Linked DNA regions of Hordeum vulgare: region 2 is linked to region 1. The links are chromatin contacts, called in public Hi-C maps. All regions are on one chromosome and are shown on one strand. Each heading gives the region's core, a stretch centred on a gene start, on an enhancer-like site or on the middle of the called end of the contact. The rest is flanking DNA. Distances are from core to core; before and after follow the strand shown.

What was found. A called contact is a pair of places that touch in the nucleus more often than the background predicts.
Region 2: a Hi-C map of seedling shows a contact between it and region 1, with 2.8 times the contacts expected there. The contact joins the promoter of LOC123412906 here to the promoter of LOC123411095 in region 1. A contact is called at or near these places in 2 of 6 Hi-C or Micro-C datasets (leaf and seedling).

Annotation. Positions count from the first base shown.
Region 1 is chr7H:596,674,470-596,680,998 of MorexV3_pseudomolecules_assembly, reverse strand. It overlaps LOC123411095 (protein REVEILLE 6-like), which reads left to right and starts at 2,727. Exons shown (of 9, transcript XM_045104022.1): 1 at 2,727-3,159; 2 at 3,954-4,011; 3 at 4,271-4,394; 4 at 4,497-4,652; 5 at 4,735-4,839; 6 at 5,063-5,172; 7 at 5,878-5,937. The coding sequence starts at 2,900.
Region 2 is chr7H:596,923,109-596,929,637 of MorexV3_pseudomolecules_assembly, reverse strand. LOC123412906 reads right to left here and starts at 3,554. Exons shown (of 17, transcript XM_045105868.1): 1 at 2,909-3,554; 2 at 1,018-1,488; 3 at 772-915; 4 at 1-690. The coding sequence starts at 3,535.

The DNA.
Region 1 (6,529 bases), core at 1,478-3,977:
AGGAAGGTGGATGCCCGGCTGGTGGATGAAGGAAGGATGGAGTAGAGAGCTCCGAAGCTATTGCATATGAGAATCTCGATCCTGGTTAGAAGATCCTTCACACTGAAACCAAGAGGGTCAAATTCGACAGAGGAACGATTATCAATGGTGAATTGACAAACAGACAAAAGGTTTTAAACTATGTTAGGAGCCACTAAGACATTACGAAGGTAAAGAGGAGGAGAAGAAGTGGAAATAAGAAGACGTGCATGCCCGGTACCGGTAATCGGAAGAGTGGAACCGTTATCGACAATGATAGCACAACGAGAGGAGGATGGATGAGACACGGAGGTGAGCATACCGGGATCGGACACGAAGTGGGAGGAGGCGTCGGTGTTCATCACCCACTCCCTGGTGGGTGCTTGCAGCCCCATGGTCTAGAACTGGTGCATCAGCGCAACCTGGTCCCACGAGGGCGTTGACGATGCCGGTGATGATGGAGCCGGGGCACAGAGCCCATAGCTGGGTTGCACAGGTGCATAGCCGTAGCCATAGGGGACGGGGGCTACCCCATACGGGCTCTGGGCATATAACGCATGCGGCGACGGGTTGTGCCTCGACACGTAGCTGGGAGGCAGGGCGTAGGCGGGCGGCGCTTGGCTGAGCACCCCGTGGCCATAGGGCCACATCTGGATGGTGTCGTTCCACGGGTGCTGCGGGGAGGGCCAAAGAGAAGGGGCGGCCGTTGCGGTCGCAGGCGTCGAGACAAGAGCTACCTCCTTGGCAGCGTCAGCAGTAGCGGCGCCCTTCTTCTTCTTCTTCTTCTTGTATTTGCCAGAGCCCTTGCCAGGGTTGCCAACATTGGTGTAGAGGGTTGTGTCCGTGGTACGAGCGGCGACGATTTTTGCGCTTCATATCCCGGAGCGCGAGCAAGGAGCGACACCGCGCGAAAGAAATCCCTGACACGAGGGAGATCAGATCGGCGGCGGACTCGTATTGCTCGGGGAGGCCGTTGAGGCAGTGGATCACCATCTCAGCGTCCTCAACATGGGAGCCAAGATCCACAAGCCCATTGAAGAGAGACTTGACCTTTTGAAGATAGTTGGGCATGCTCATCTCGCCCATCTTGACATCACAGAGCTCGACCGTGAGGTGGAGCTCGCGATTGATCTTGTGGTCGTTGAAGAGGCCGTTGATGCTGTTCCACAGCGCGATGACGAGAGGATCGTCGCCAGGCGTCATGACGGCGTCGAGGATGCTGAGCGAGAAAGACCCATAGAGCCAAGGGACGACGATGGCGTCGAGAAGAGACCACTCCGGTGTCGATGTAGCGGGGGCGTCGACGTCAAGGTGATCCAGGAGGGCGTACTTGCGGCAGGCGCCACGGATCCTGCCGCCACACGGCCAAACCGACATCAGTTGCATCCATCGCCTTTGAAGAGTTCTGTGTGACCTTTACCGCCACTCCAAGCCGAAGAGCCGGACCGCCTCAACTCCAATACTTGTGCTACACAAAATGCCCCCGAGCTTCGAGCGACGCGGTAAGGGGGGCGTCGATGAGATGGAGGTAATTAACCCGGATGCCCAGCTGATGCAACATGCCCGAATAGACACATATACGTTGTATTTAAAGGCTCACATAGAGTCCAAACATACGATATGAGGATGATTTTAGGGGTTTACTATGTGCTAAATTAGCGACGTTTAATTTGGGAAAACATTTATAAATAAATGATCAACTGTGTCTTTCGCACGCAACGCATCATAGGTTCACGCACCCATGCTGCCTACCTTATCCCTTTTTGTAGCTCGATGCCTACCTTATCTCTTTCCCTATCCGAGCCAAGTCCAATTCTACTACGTCTCCTACCTCTGTCTTGAGGCTTCGCCCGCTCTCATTGCCATGCCTCTTGTCGGAGCAGCCCACGGGGTGGCTTCTGCAGCACCCGACGGCGAGCTCACATTCCACGCATCCATGCTCCTCCGGCCTGTCACACTCCAGCAGCCAATGACTAGTAGCACCGGCGTCGACCCGTAGCTTTCCTGGGCACCGCCTTACCGCTTCCGATGTTGAAAAATATGACGGTGATGCGTCGTCGGTGTTCCGGGAGAGCGCCTGAAGTTGCATAAGAGCGCCGATGCAGCGGCCTCCCGGAGCTGCGTCGGAGCGTCGCCACCTCGCCAGCGCTATGACGGTGACCGCTACGAGGAGCCGACGAGGGGCGCTGCAGCTCGAGCGATGTCGTCTTGAAGCTGTCGGGAGCACCGCCGGAGATGCAATGGAGCAACGGTGGGCCGTCGGAAGCATCGCCGGACGTCGTTGGTCGTGGTGCGTTGGAGCTCCGACCGGGCTGCAACGACGCAGCATCGAACTTGTCGCACGCTTGACGCTGCCGTGGCGTTGATGCAATCCGACGGCCACCAACGCGCATTGATGGATGGACGGACGTGAGAGAATCCGATGGGAGATGCTGCGTCCCCGGACGTGAGAGATTCTCTTTGTACGAACGAGAAACGCGGCCGTCCCTTGCAAAAAAAAAAAAGGAAAAGAAAAAGGCTGACGCAGTGGTACACGTGGCTCGCGATCGCGCGGGTCGGCGCGAATCGCATCGTGCCTCGACCAATCCGGCCGACCACGCTTGTGGCCACGGCTGACCGGAGGCGGGCGGAAGGCCCCAGAGACGTCTAACGACCCGACCGCAGACACACCAGAAACAAAAGGAAATGGGTGACCCGACCCGACGAGCCTGCCAGAGAGAGACCACATCGTCCGTTCCCCAAGCAGCCGAGCCACACCCACACGCACGCGCGCCGCAGAGAGAGAGAGAGGGAGGGAGGGAGAAAGGAGGCGGAAACCCTAGCCACCGCAGCGCAGCGCAGCTACCACAGGCGTTCGTTCGTTCGTTCGTTCAGTCGTCGGATGGTGTCGATGAGCACGACGCCCAAGCCGCTGGAGGCCGCGGTTGCTGCCGTGGGGGGAGGCGGCGGGGACGGCGGAGGAGGGGGGAAGGGGAAGGGGAAGGAGCAGCAGCTGGCCGCGGGGCCGCCGATGGCCGTGCCGGCGGACGCGGCGGCGGCGGAGGAGGCCAGGATGAAGGTCAGGAAGCCCTACACCATCACCAAGTCCAGGGAGAGCTGGACCGAGCCCGAGCACGACAAGTTCCTCGAGGCGCTGCAGCTGTGAGTCCCCCCCATTCTACTACGTCTTCTAATTGGTTCGTCTTCGTCTGATTTCGGCGACTGATCGTGGTGTCGGTCGGGGATCCGCTCCACGGAATGTGATTTTTTTTATTTCTGTTTTTAGATTTAGATTTGGTCCGCGCGTCCGCTCCACAAAAACGTGATTCTTTTTCCGCTTTACAATCTCTATACTACCTTGGATTGGATGGAGCGTGTCGATTGCTAATTGGTTTTGCTTGCTGGCCCCAGGCACTGCCATACCCGCTTAGCATTTTGGGTTGTTCATGTAGCCTTCCATTTTTGGCTCGTTTTCTAGCTCAAATGTGCTACTGTATAAGTATACGGGGCTTGGTTCAGGGGCAGCAGAGGGCGTGCACATACTCTCACAAAAGGCACATGTGTTCTATTGGATGTTTGTTCCGAGACGTCGGGGAGGTTATATTGCACTTGGAAAAAGAAGAGAGACGGGATTTATGTTTAACTCACATGTACTCCCTCCGTCCCAAAATAAGTGTCTTAAGCTTAGTACAAATTTGTACTAGAGCTAGTACAAAGTCGAGACAATTATTTTGGGACAGGGGGAGTAACGTTGTAACACGGTAACACCACAATTGTCTACTTTTGGTTTTTTATTGGAGTACATGGTGTGTATCTGCAGCTGGGAAGAGAGCAAAAAAATTTGTGATTTTGATAAGGGATTCAGCTACATGTATATTAGTTATAGTTTGCGAGTATGTAACTGGCAGTATTACTATAAAGGGATTCACCTCTTTTCTTTTTGTCTGTTATTATAGGTTTGACCGTGATTGGAAAAAGATAGAAGCATTTGTTGGCTCGAAAACTGTGATACAGGTATAGTTCGTGGCTATCTCAGCACCTACAAGTCCTTCGCAAATGCTAATTGAACAAAATTCGACCAGTGGTGGTCTAGGTTTTTAGTGTACCAAACATTATATAGGCATCATTCAACTTTTGGTGCACTTAAAGTTACAAGTGAAACACGTTCAGTCTGATTGAAAATTTTGCATGATTGTTTTGTTTACAAATCACAATATCATAAAGAAAATCGGTGTGCTGAACCTTCTTGCAACACCGCGCATTTCTGTAACAGATAAGGAGCCATGCACAAAAATACTTTTTGAAGGTTCAAAAGAACGGTACAGGTGAACATTTACCACCGCCTCGGCCAAAGCGTAAGGCAGCACATCCATATCCACAGAAGGCCTCTAAAACTGGTACTTACTGTCCATGTTTCTACTTTCTAGTCTCCGGCACGAACTGTTTATACTTCAGCAGTTCAGCGATTATGCTAACTAAACTTTGTTTAGCCCCTGTAGCATCCCAAGCTGTTTTATCACAACAACCTCCTCTCCCTCCTCCGAGGGATCAAGATGGTGTTATTATGTCTATGGACACATCTGCGGTTGTCCCAAACACAAATGCAAATGCCCTGGTGCCTTCCTGGGACAATGCTCTTGTTCAACCTACACAAGGTCTGTTATTCACTATTGTCATAATACCCATTGAAGACTAGCACCTTATAAAGTAAGCACTGAAAGTTCACATATTTGACAGTTACAAGTGCTGTTGCAACAAATAACTGCTCTAGCAGTATAGAGAGCCAATCTGGAACGTGGCCAACCTCTGAAGCAGTTGAACAAGAAAATGTGCTGCCTCGCGGTAAGTTCGATCTTAATGCAGCATTCACTGTGCAAATCCATCCTCGCAACTTTTATTTTGGCCAACAGCTTAGTTCTTAACCTACTATGCCATGCGCGATATATTTTTCTTGCTGAAATAATATCTTAAGCTAGAGGGCATTTATCGCTAGAGATATCTCTGTGAGACTGAGTCTATTACTTGCTGCATTCTTACGTCTGCTGCTCCCTGCTTGCATCTGCAGCTATGCCAGATTTTTCCCAAGTATACAACTTCCTTGGAAGCGTATTCGATCCAGATACAAGTGGGCATTTGCAGAGGTTAAAGGCGATGGATCCGATTGATGTGGAAACGGTATGTATGCTGTAAGGACTACTGTTTTATTAGAACAGTATTGCTGTTTCAAAATTATATTAGCTTTGGAATCGTCGATCTCTTCCTTCAAGATTGAGATGAATCGATGTCGGTCGATGGTGTGAAAACACTTCCTGATGTCGAATTCCAAAAACCAGCGAGAGGTTCCCCACTCTTCTTTGATCCGTCTGAGGGCCGAGTGGCAGACTTGACCTATTTTAGTACAATTAACCCCTGCACGTTTCTATGCCTAATTGCCGCTCCATTTTCAGTACAGGCTGTAGTATTGGCAATAGTTTTCGTGTATAAATGTTTGCTGACTCCCAAAGTGGACTATAATAATCGTGTCTTTTTATTTAAATCTAGGAGAGATTGTTTCTGAATGTTTAGTCATAATTCTCTTATCTAGCAACTGTTATTAGAAGTTACAATGTTTTTTAGAGTTTGTAAATCTTGTAGTAGTGTGTGAGATAGGTGGAGTACCAAGAAGGATCACCTACTTTTGCATTTAATAAGCAGTCCTTAGTCCCGATGCTCTCATTCCATCTAGTTTTTCTTTTAAAATTTCCTCATGTACTGCATTTCATCGTTATCCATTCACGACTTGTAGTTCATGCGTATGCTTATTTGTATTATTTTTTTTCACACAAGCTTTTCCGGTCCACTTCCAATTAATATTGATCTGTTGAATTGACTAACCTACAGGTGCTACTGCTGATGCGAAATCTATCTGTGAACTTGATTAACCCAGAATTTGAGGCACATGTAAGTTTCGTTTCTTCTTTCCTCGCCTTACATTGATGTTCTAATGCTCTTTCCATACTGTCGTTGTGCTTGACCAAACCATACTCGAGTGCAATGATTACAATGTTAGTAGTGTTTTCAGATAGTTTCATCACTGTCGGGTTACCTCAGATTCGTAGGACTTCCTAAAATTCCACTTTATGCTTCACAGCAGTAACGTAAATTGACCCCCCCCCCCCTCTTAGGTATTCTGATTTCAAAGCCATCGGTCCTTGCCAGTGCACAGTGGGCTGAAATCTTGTTGAAGGTTTTAAATGTGTAATGCATTTTGTGGCGACCCAACTCCTTCATAACTTTATGACACTTGTGCTGTATGGCAGCAAATTAGATCACATCACTGAGTGTGACTGCAGACTAACTCAGAGCCAGTAGCAAAGTAAGTCGCTGCAAACACAGAAAAAAGGCGCAAAATATCTTAGCCTTATAGCACAAAATGAAAAAAAGAAAAGAACGGAAGGTCATGCAAAGCTCAGCCCAGCCCAACCCCTCCCTCTCTGACTTACACAGGAGAAGGTGCATTCTGCTCTCTCTCCCTCCCACACAGTTCTTGGGT
Region 2 (6,529 bases), core at 2,305-4,804, 250 kb before region 1:
GTCGCTTATAGCACTTTGGAGAATGTTGGCAGGAATGACTGATGGTAAAAGTTTGTCGGTTGTCACTACAGAGTTATGATCCACTTGTTTCCCGTATCCTTTACCAACGCCAGGAGGAAGTCCATGCAAAGCTCCCTGTGTTATATCACAGCCAGTCTTATCCTGTGCAGTTCTTACCAAGGAGTCAGCAAAGTTTCTGCATGGATTACCAGATAAAACATTATCACTGCTGGAAGGTGAACATAAAGATGGTTGGACCATGGATTCATTTAGACTAGTGTGTGATGAGCTCTGCTCATTCACACTGAAGTTGGCAGGTTCTTGTGCACTCTGACAATACTCTGTGGTTACTGATGAGATAACCGTAGAAGAACATAAGGTATCTTCCAGTTTTCTGCTGCTTTTGATGCCTTTTTCTTCAGTTCCATCAAAGATACTTGAAGACTCAGAGCAACCCGCTGCTTGAGGGATGTCATTACTGGAAGTATTCCCATGAGATGGGACACGCGGTGGGGCATCTACTGCTTCGGCAGATTTATGCGAGGCTTCTGTAGCAACATGAGCAGCAGTTGTCTTCAATTTGCCAGGTCCAGGGTTCTCAGCTCTCATAAGATCAGAGAATTTTGCTTTCCCTTTACGTTTGTTTTTCTTTTTGTTACACTGATTATTACAGTCAACCAACCTGATGGCCTGCTCCTAAAATAAAAAGTATGCCACTCGTAAGTCATGACTTAACAAACACAAAGTAGGATTGTGCTAAAATATGCTTACCGCCTTTGGTATTGATGCAATTTCTTTGCAAGGAGTTTCTACAGAAGCAGGTCCAATAATAGTGCATCGAACAGATGGAGTCTGCTGGTTTGACTTTGACACAATCCTAGAACTTCGGGTTTCTGTGCTACTGCCTCCATTGTCCTGGAAAAGAGCCCGTAAGTTAAACAAGCTAACTTGCTTGTTGAAGTATACAGCCCCGTGCCGATAACAAACTATAGGAAGAAAGGCATGAATGAGCTATACCTTAGATGACTTGGAAGACGCTGCTAGCTTTTTCGAGCTACTAGACTTCTTCTTCCCTTTTCGAGAACCTGCACTTGTCTTTTCAACATTCTTTTTTGTATTATTTGATGCTCCATCCCCAATGAGTTCCAAATTTATACTTTCCGTCGACACCACCATGAGAAGTCTTCGTAATCTCATGAGTATATTGTCAGCAACAGTGCCAGCTGACATTAATGAAGTGAGAAAGATTGCATCACCGCCACAGTAAGTAATATTGCTCTTTAAACACACTATCTCCTGAAGCACTAGCAATCTTTTTAATTCTTTAGCAAAAGCAGGCTTCTTTTTACAAGACAGAATGCTTGCAACATCGCCGCAACCAGGTTGATTCTTTCTGAAAAAAGACTGCCGTGTACATCCATACAAACTGTCTGCAATAAATGATCCAGAATCGCTAGAAGCAACATCTGATCCTCCAATCTCATTAGCCTGCAAACTTGAGCTATTAGTATGTGACTTAAATATGCTTGGCATAGCAACTTCCTCAGATTAACTGCACACCAATGACACAACTTCAGTGATCCTCTTCCCAACATTAGCGGTATGTAAAACAAGAAGGTATGGGGTGGCAAAAAGAGATGATTGTTCGTGTACACCGTGTCAGCAGGCTGGTCAACATAAGCAATTAGCATATTCAGGATAGCAATATCTTCAGTCGGTATTTAAAAGAAACACTGAATCGGGATTTTGATAAAAGGACGACCAATTTGTCAACCTGCATGTATCTGATTGCCCAAGAAAGACAAACAAATCAATAATGAAAATGAAAGTTTACACATAAGCTAGAGGAGAACTGTGGGTAGGACACACTAAATTGTCCAGGCCAAAAGTAACCTACTTGTGGTCGAACCTATTGTGGAATCTATTATTAAAAGCACTCCTACACAGGATTTACGAAAAGCAAACCATTTGAGTCAACAAGGACTCAAAGTTGTTTTCAATAAATGATTGGTTTGTGATCAGATCTTTGGTTTGTTCAACCTAGTAACAGCAACATGATAATCATCCCTGATGCATTGGTTATGAAAGAGTGTATGGAGCGTCTATGCTTGTAATTCACAAAAGAATGCACATTTTGGCAAGCAAAGTCAATCCGTCGTTTGCCAAATAGTTTAATTATGCAAGTGCCGATATTTTAGCAAAAAGTCATTTCCACCCTCTAAACATGCATTACATAAGCAGAATGCTAGAATGTTTGATATGATCTTTCCAAAACAATATGTAAAGCATTAAGGGTGAGTCTTTTGTTATCTGACAAAATATATCAGTGAACTCACTCTTTTCTTAAATAACTAACATAATCTTCCAATCCATCCTCCACTAGAGCCTCCCAGACAGAACGCTGCACAATTAAATCATGGATCCAAGGGCAGTATATTTGTGCTGTTTAGCTTTTTCTGGAAGGTTTTTCTCAGAGTCTACTTTACTTAAAACAGCTGATTTCAAATATGATGACAATAAGTGAATAACATTCTAGGCATGCAATTCCCATCACTTTTGTGTTTTTCTTCCTCAAGCACATTCAGCCAACATTACTTCTTTCCATGCAAAAATGGCAATTAGCTACCCAGAATACATGGATGCTGCCTCTACCACCCCATAAAACGAAAATTAGTCCTATTTAACTCACCTATACATCCTAATTAGACCAGATAGCAACACAATTCATACAGTCATGTACAATAAGAAGCAAATGTGTTACTAACAGATAAAACTTTGCACTTTGCATGTACAAGCTATATAGCCTGAAATTAAATGCATACATACAACTGAGACAAGCATCGACCATGGAACTCCATAGCCATGAACGAAAAAACATGTCGAAACGCAGTGCGGGAGGGCATATTACCAGCGCCTTGGCACTCTTCCCGAAGAAGGCTCCCGTGATCCTTGCTCTCACCCGGGGCTCCAGCCGCATCCACCAGTCCACATACCCCTTCTCCCTCCAGAAGGCCGTGGAGGCGAGCCCGGCCTTCTCCTTGACGCACCTCCCGACCCTCAGCGCCTTCTTCCCCCCAGCGCCGCCTCCCCCGGCCGCCGCCCAGGACATCCGCAGCGCGATCTCGACCCAGTTGGCGACGAGCTCCTCGATCACGTAGTACCCCTTGGCTTTCAGCCAGGGCAGCTCGGGGAAGTCCTGGGACGCCAATGCGGTTAAATCCAGCTCGCCGTCGCCGGCGCCTGCGCGGAGGAAGGCCCCGGCGGAGATCTCGTCCATGGCGGCGACGAAGGCGTCGAGGTCGGCCAGGAGGGGCTCGGCGAGCGTGAGCGCATCGGGGGTCGGGGAGGCGGGGGTGGCGGTGAAGAGGAGCGCGCGGGAGAAGAGCAGGTCGTGCGCGCGGGAGGCGGCGGCGGCGCGCGCGAGGAGGCCCCGGGAGAGGCGCGAGAGGACGGTGGGGGATGAGGGGTCGGAGGGGGCCGGGTCGGCGAGGACGAAGAAGGAGGAGTGGCCGCGGAGGCGGAGGCGGCGGAGCATGGAGAGGAGCGCGGCCGAGGCGGACGGGGGCAGGAGGGCCGTGCAGGCCGCCGCGCGCGCCGGCGGCGGGAGCGCGGCCAGCCAGCGCAGGATCGCGGCGCGCGGGGAGGGGGAGGCGGAGGCGGAGGGGCTGCTAGGGTTGGAGGCGTGGTAGAGGGAGAGGTGCGCCGTGAGGGCGTCGACGAGCTGGCGCGCGGTGCGCGGCGACGCGAGGGCGGAGGAGGAGGCGGCGGCCATGGTTGGTCGGAGCCGCGGGGTGTGTGTGTGTGTGTGTGTCCGTGTCTCGGTGGCCGGTCGGAACTCGGGGAATGGGGAGGAGCCGCCGCGCCGCAGCCGCACCGCACCGCACCGCTTTTTCTTTATGATGGCGGTGTGACTGTGTGATTCTGTTGTGCGGAGATAGTGGCCATGTTTTTCTTTGTCGTGTTTGGTCCTTTTAGAGCAATCCAACTCAGCGATCCATTTTATTCATTTTATTCGTTTGGGTCATTCGACACAAAAACTGGTCCAAGGGATGACCCAAATGAACGCGCGTGTCCGTCTGGTGTTCGCTTGTTGTCCATCCCGATCTAAACTGGAAGCAAAATTAGGTTATAAATGGATCCGTGACGGACAAAACTGGGCGCTCCCGTCGTCCGCTCCTCCCCTCTCGTGTCCGCCCTGGTCCCACCTATCAGCGGTCCGCCACTCCCCAAGGCCGCTACATGTGGTGTGGGGGCGCGACGGTCGCGCGACAGAGCAGCGCGAGATCGAGAGGGGGAGAGGAAGCAGTGGATTTATGCGCGTGCATCTCGTACCTTCAGGCCCATGTCGACGAACGGGCGGACGGATCGAGCGTCGGCTGTGGTTCGTTGGCTGCTCCACTGGCGATGTGTTCAAGGCGAGGCGGGGCGAAGGGGGCTGGGTTGGGCTGCCTCTGGTGCGTACGCCGTCGTTTATAACGATGGGCGGGGGCGAGGGGCGGAGGGAGGTTCGTTCCTCTAGGGGACTCGTGCTCGCGCCAGATGCGTGTCGGGATCGATCTCGGCCATCCGGTCCGGCAACGCGAGGGAGGCATGCGCTCGGCCGTCCCCGCGAGGTGCGGCCCGGCCCTGAGCACGCGCAGGTCGGCAGTGATGCTAGCGTTGGCCCTGGGAGAGAGCGAAAGGAACAACAGGGCGGGGTCGTCCGCTTTTTTGCATCTCGTGCGTTGGGTTCGTCCACAGGCCGCGCGTGTCCGCCTCATGTCCGCTAGACGGACGGACGACCCAAACGGACAAAAGTGTTGGAAATATGCCCTAGAGGCAATGATAAAATAGTTATTATTATATTTCATGTTTCAAGATAATCGTTTATTATCCATGCTATAATTGTATTGAATGAAAGCAAAGATACATATGTGGATATATAGACAAAACAATGTCCCTAGTAAGCCTCTAGTTGACTAGCCAGTTGATCAAGGATGGTTAAGGTTTTCTAACCATATGCAAAGTGTTGTCACTTGATAACTGGATCACATCATTAGGAGAATCATGTGATGGACTAGACCCAAACTATGAACGTAGCATATTGATCGTGTCATTTTATTGCTATTGTTTTCTGCATGTCAAGTATTTATTTCTATGACCATGAGATCATATAACTCACTGACACCGGAGGAATACCTTGTGTGTATCAAACGTCACAACGTTACTGACACTGGGCTCGGCGAAGTCGCATGGTCCTGCATGTCACGTGGGTGATGCACGTTATGCCAAGCGACAACAGGAGGCGTGCCAGCAGGAAACGGATGAGAAGGTTGTCCTTTTTTGTGCTAAGGGAGCAGGGCCACCGCCAGTTCCCAAAGCAATCCCTAAAGGTTTCCCCTTCAGTGCAAGAAGACTATGACGGGAGGATCGCCAAGGCGGAGGTCAACCCCGAGCCCACCAACGCGTCATGGCAGGAAGCTTTTGCAGGCGAAGACCACTTTTGTCAGGGTAGGCTGCAGTCTTGTCCCCCTTCAAACTGGTCGTTGTGGCAACCCTTCCCGCCTTGTTTCCGAGGGAAGAGGACCGTGGTCAGTGTAAGAGAGGGCAGGCTGCCACCGTAGAAGGGATCAACCCCAACACTAGGAAGAACTGACCCTTGTACTATCTCTCTCTCTCACCCTCAAGCAATCCACACAAGTAGGAGTAGAGTTTTACACCATGAGCTGGCCCAAACCTGGGTAAACTGTCATGTTCGCTATTCTTCTTCCTTAGACCCAACACGCTGGAGTGTCTCCGTAAGGTCGCGAACTAGAGTAGGGCGGGAGAACCCGCGCACACCAGAGTTCGAACCTCTTCGGTCCCTGGAGCCCCGATTCTGATATTTGGCATGCGGGGTAGGGATGCGCTGTGTTCCTGCTCCATTTTGGCTCCAGCTTCGCCAACTCAATGGCTGACGCTCACCGCGTGCGTGCCGAGCACTAAGCGGCCCGCGTCGCCGAGTTCGCGCCTATTTGCCACAACGGCGACGGTCGCTGTCACTCCGCGATGTTGGGGCTACTGCCGCCATCAACCCGGCTGCGTGCGAGAAGCAGGACTCCTCCATGCATCCTTCGGTGCAGCGGGACAGCCGCACCGCTACAGCATCCTCCGCCCACGCCCGCCTGGAGCATGTGAACACGCAGGTCGCGTCGCTCATGGCGCGCGAGCTGCTTCGATACCGCCTGGCGGACGCTGGCTACGACGCTTGGCTGGGCCGCACCATCGAGCTTGTCACTACCACCGAAAAAGCCCATGTGCCCTCTCACTCGCTTTGTCCTTCGCCTTCTCGCGCAGTGGACGTAGTGCACGGAGCACCTCTGCCACCTGCCTTGCATAACAATCCAGTCGAGCCTCGGTGCGACGCACTCTCGTGCAAGCAGCCTCACGGGGCACCTGCGCAGGCCCAAAATTGTCGCACTGTTTGTAGTGCCCCAGATGTAAACCTTGCCATATTTAGAACCTATTGCATGTGGGTCCACCTTGTCAATGATTTGATGTATCTAATTGT